2 separate regions of the Drosophila melanogaster genome follow, and region 2 is linked to region 1. The links are chromatin contacts, called in public Hi-C maps. All regions are on one chromosome and are shown on one strand. The core of a region is the stretch at or near the end of the contact, and the rest is flanking DNA. Distances in the headings are between cores, read along the strand shown.

Region 1 (2,760 bases), core at 140-2,639:
CGCATTCAAGGCTGTCCGAGAACGAGGACGAGAATGAGATGGAGACCCAGAACGAGGCGAGGCGAGTCGAGACGAGACTCGACCCTTTGGCTCTCCTGTTGCTCCTCTGTGGCCCCGCCCACTGGCCGACCACCAAGTGGGATTGTGTGGGTGTCTCACAAGATGAAAGCCACTTGCCATTCAGGACCAGTCGAGCGGCTGCCTTTCTCGTTGGCTCCGCCACACTGGCAGAAAAAGTGGTTCCTGAAGTGAATTGCACGGTATTACTTTTGATGGTATAGCTCCTACTCTAGCATTATGTATTCTAGAGTAGCTATTTGCTAGGACTGCTTGGATTAAATCAATTAAATCGCCTATTCAAACCTTCCTCGATTTTTTCGCAGTGTCGGCTTTGCTTGCTGCCCAAAAGGGTGGCCAGGAACAGAAACAGCAACGGCAACTGCTCCGGAATGACCTTGAGCATTACCACTGTAAAGTGTGGTAGCTTGTCCCCGCTGCGGACAGAGTTTGGGAGCCCTTCTCCGGCTTTGTCCTCTCCTGTTTATCTGCAGTCCGCTTTTAAGGATGCCCGGGATGCTCGGCATGTTTCCGTCGGAGTGAAGGAGCGGGAAGCGAGGACCAAGGACCAAAGTCATGAGTCCTGCGAGCAGACCGAGTTTTGCATCAAGTGCAAAGTGATGTGTTAAGCTGTTAAGTGCCAAAGTAATTGTTTTCTTTCACCGACAAAAGCAGCAACAACAATAGGCGGCCATGACGTCGCTTTCACTTGCCACTTGACCTTGAAAGCCGCCTGGGTGTGAGAGTGGTCACAGTGTGTGTGCATGTGTGTGTGTGTGTGTGTGTGAAGGGGATGAAGACAGCATTGTTGCGGAGTCGTTCGTTCGGCCCCAAGTTGCACTTGCTTCGAGGGGCATTAAGTGAATTATGTCTTCGGAATTGGGGCCATCAGTTGGCCGACGAGGAAGTGAGTTTCCCAGATGGATATGGGGTAAGGTCGATTTAAATGCCTCAATGTGCTGGCGAAGTCTTTCGAGCCATTGTTCCTTAACCGACCATATATGAAATAAATATGATGTGTAGGCATATTTCCCTATAACTCCAATCCATTCATTTCTCCCATAAATAAAACATCAAAAGTGATTGGTTGACATTTAGCTTTTCGATTCGTTTTTATTTTCTCTTTCTTTGTTTATTGTTGTATAATTTACGGTTTAACTAAACTCAAGAATGCCTCGCGCATCTCTAGGGTTAGGTAATAATAATAATCGTAATAATAGTTATAATAATAATAGTTTTCACCCACGCAGTTCGGACAATACATATGCACATATACACACATATGCGTATCTGACAGTCGAGTGTGTGTGCCATGTGGTGGTATGGTATTGTGTAATCTGTGTGACTTTGTGTCTGTGTGGTTGTTTACATAAAATTAGCACAAATTTAATGTGATGCTGCCTGCGTTGTTTGCCCATTCGTTCATTTACAATACGATTACCATAGAAGAAGTGCGGCGAAGGGCTTTTTGGGGGTAAGTCTAAGATTAAGTCGAAGCCTAAAGCTATGGAAATTTGTACATTATTTACAGTTACATTTGGAAATACCATTAATATAAGTTTATGTACGTGCGTGGTACGGTATGCACGTCTATCTGTATGGGTTTATGTATCTAAAGTATTGCGTATATATGTACATACATATGTATGTACTCGTATATATATATATGTATGTATAAAGTGGTGATTACCGGATTTGACAACATTCAGTGTTTTGTATTTGAGGGCTATTCTAGGGTTAAGCTACATTTAAGAAATGCACAAGTCTCTAATCGTAACTTTAATGTTTACGGTTACGTTGTTTATTGTTAATCGTAAGCCTATTTATTATTATTTTCGCGTGGCAAAAAAGGCAATCAACGCAACGAATTTTCTCGAAATAAATAAGACAAAGTACGAGATCCTATCCTTACAGGAAAGTTCCGAAGTATGTGTGTGGGTGTGTGTTTGTTGTGTTTTGGGGTGTGCTTTAATAATAGGTTAATACTTTATACCTTCCTCGATGATACACTCTAAAACTAGCCTAGGCATAAAAACCAGTTAGCAACTTCAACTAAGCACTAAACACTAAAAACGTTGGGGTTCAAGTAGCAGTCCAAATATGTTTGTTTGTTGGTAGGTCTTCTATTGTTTTCTTCCTTTGGGCTCAGGGTGGTTATCCAATTGGGGCCAAGAATCTTTGGGGCAAGTAATCATTGGACTTTTCGGGCTATTTCTTGGGGAAAATAAATCGCATATGCTTGGTATTGACGTGGTATATTGATGTCATTGGTGTGAATTTGTGTTTCATTTAATTCCACGTTTTTGCTATTTCTTGATAAGATATAACGTGTGTTTTACGTTATCAGTCACATTTTATATGAGCTGTGCGGCTTCCTACACACTTTTCCTATTTTAAAAGATTTATCATAAAAAAAAAAACCGTATGTGTAATGCTATGTATCTTGCTGCTCTAAGAAATATATGTCTTGCACATTATAAAATTGAAATTGCTAGACCTTCCAGTCCTAAAATCAAAACTACTTACTCTTATCCAAGATTACTTAGCACCCCTCGCATTTATTTGGTTACCTAATGATTGCCCCACCCCAGCGTGTGTCCCAATGCCACGCCCCTGCCCAGGATTCAATCCTCGTGCGGCAGTTCGGTGGCATGCTGCTGCTCCAGCTTGATCTTCATCAGAGGCGATTCGCGGATGGCGCCA
Region 2 (2,760 bases), core at 157-2,656, 37 kb after region 1:
TTTGTTATTCCCCTTATTTATTCATGTTTGTTGCTTTTATCGTGGCTGCTCGCATTAAATTTGATGATTCTTGGGAAAAACTCGGCCTCAAATAAATAAATAAGTAAATTGCCAAATGCAGAAGATTCGCACATCTCCAAAGTCGACACATCAAAGCTGATTTTATGATTATTCAAGATTTTCATTTATTTATTACCAAAGCCTGGCCTTAAATAAATTCAAAATTATGTTTTAGAATGAGTTTCAGTTTTTCGTGAATGTGGAAGCAAAAAACTAATTTTTTCCTTCATATACAATTATAACTGCTGACAAGTATCTGACTCGAAATCCTAAATACTTCAAACTCCCTGATTTCTTGCCTTTCCACACTCTTCTTTCCTGCTTCCTCGTAATATATTATTTTCGTTTAATTATTTATAGCAAGCGCAGCTGTTGGCAGCCAAAAAAATAAAACAGCAGGCAAGCTGGGCACTTTATTTATTTATTATTTCTGTATTTATTTATTTAATTCAGTCTCGAGGTTTTGTATCCTTAAAGTGGGCCCGCCCGCACACAAAAACGAACACAAATACACGTTGAGAAACGGGGGGGCGGTGTGCGGGCGCTCGGACACATTTATATATTGCATATTGTATTTATTTATTAACGCTTATTTATTATTTATGCAGCAAGTAATAAATTACAGTCTGGATTTTCTCGTGTTTCGCTCGGCTTTCGCTGTGTGCAAAATGTTTACAAACTGTTTTTGGCGCGTGCCACCCACTCGGAAAAGCGGGAGCTGTGGAAAGGCAGGAGCTGTAGGAAAAGTTGCTCCTTCGAGTGGGTTTTCTTCTTAATTTTCCTGGGCGCCCAAAAACGACCAAGCAACATTGCTTTTTACGACCTTTTCGCTGGGTGGCTTGTGTTATAAATTAATAAATTACAATTTCTTTGGTAGCGCCAAGGAAAATGCGCGGAAAATGTGCGAGGGGGTCTGGCGGGGATGGCATTTCCACTGGATAACTTATGTAGAATAGTACATGGTCGAGGTATAAAATCGATTTTCATTGCAGCCCAGTCATTTGTCATAAATAAAGCACCATAATTAATATAATAATCAACGCACACATACATTTTTCGTCTGGTATTCACTCGATGGGTTCACTTTTAGTTCACTTTCTTGTTTTATTAAATATTAACAGAATACTTGTGTTTATGTTCTGTTTGTTTTGTTCACTGCATGCAACACATGCTGTTCTGCTTGTCGTTGTTGCACGTCACTTGTTGTTGCTTTTGCTTTGCTGTCTTTGCTGCCGCTTCTGTCGTTGTTGTTGTTGTTGTGGGTATTATTGTTGTTGTTGCTGGCTTTCAGTGGCCGTAAAAACAAACGCTGCACTCCACTCACGCCGAAAGTCAGATACGAACTGAATCTCACAGATAAACGAACTGAATTTCAAAAAATTGAATGAAACTCGACGCCGCGCTGCCGACGTCAGCTGCGCTGCCCGCTCTCTCGCGGCGAATGAGAGCGCCGGCGTGGTGTTTTCCGGTTTTTGCGGCGAATTGGGAAATCGACAGAGCGGCGGTTTAAGAGCGAAAGTAAGTGTGCTCTTTGCTTTCTTTGTTTTGAATTTTCAGAGATCTTGCTTGAAAAAAAATTGAAAATTTCGAAATTTTTAGAAATGTTAGAAATTATAATTAAAATGAAATCGTGATTGTATAAGAGGAGAACATATTTTATTAATCTGGAATGCAATTGTTTTGTTATTTTTTTATACATTTTAGTACAGATTAATAGTTTTTTATTCGAATCATATTTCTCATCATAAAAAACATACATTTCACTACGATTTTTATATAATTGTCTAAGACCCAACGTTTCTTTTTTTTTTCGTTGTCACATAAATTTGCGAAAGTAGTTTTTACTATATCAACATACTTCATTTACAATTAAAAACGAATCATATTTATTATAATTAGTTTGAATACTTATTGAAATAAGTTCTCTTATTTATATAAATGCCATGCTTACCAATAAATCGCAAAAATCTTAACAAATCGCCAAAGCAGCATGCTAAGGTCGCGAAAAAATTGCAGCCTACACCTGCAACTTGAAGAGAATAGCAACAGCAACTTGCAACCTAGCTGCAGCAGCAACAACAACAGCAACAGCAGGGGCAAGAAAGAGAAACTGGCCAATGTCCAGTAAGAAAGTGTTTCAAAATAGTTGCCAACCCTCTTTCTTCTTCTTCTGCATCATCCTTAACCTCCTTGTTGTTGCTTTTGCTGCTTAGGCACAGAAACTATGGCAAAAAAGAGCAGAGAAAAAGTGGCGACAGCAACACACTCACAACTTGGCCACGCCCCTAAAAGTGCCGTAAGAGGGCGCGAGTGCGAGTGGGACAGCAAGCTGCTTGCTCCTACACACGCACACACAAGCCAGCATGAAGAAGGGGAGCAGAGCAACAACAAAAAAACGGCTGAAAGACGAGCGAAAACAAACGAAAAGCTTCGGCTGCACTCTCTTCTCTGCTTCCTCTTCCCCATGCTGCCCCGCGAAAACGAAAACTTGGAGGTGGCAACCGAAAAGAGCAAAAAAGAAAAGAGTACGAGGAAAAGCTGAAAGAAAAGGAGGCAAAGACGCAGCAAGTGCAGCTAGTGACGTCACGCGGTAGGCGGCGCCTATGGAAACGCATTTTTAATAGGAGTTGTTGTTGCTGCTATTGCAGCATCTATAGGCCGTTGTTATTGTTTTTTGCGCAGCCAATAACAACAACTAAA

The links. Hi-C and Micro-C count contacts between places; a contact is called where the count stands out from the background.
Region 2: a contact with region 1 is called in a Hi-C map of the Kc167 cell line, with 2.1 times the contacts expected there. A contact is called at or near these places in 9 of 107 Hi-C or Micro-C datasets (the D17-c3 cell line, the Kc167 cell line, the ML-DmBG3-c2 cell line and 3 more) and 2 of 7 datasets of targeted methods (both in the Kc167 cell line).

What each region holds. Positions count from the first base shown.
Region 1 is chr3L:1,139,287-1,142,046 of dm6, forward strand. bab2 (bric a brac 2) reads right to left here. Exons shown (of 5, transcript NM_079155.3): 5 at 1,143-2,760. The coding sequence ends at 2,682. Among named protein-coding and RNA genes, the nearest start is that of bab2, 37 kb to the right of the region's middle.
Region 2 is chr3L:1,175,870-1,178,629 of dm6, forward strand. It overlaps bab2 (bric a brac 2), which reads right to left and starts at 1,407. Exons shown (of 5, transcript NM_079155.3): 1 at 1,112-1,407.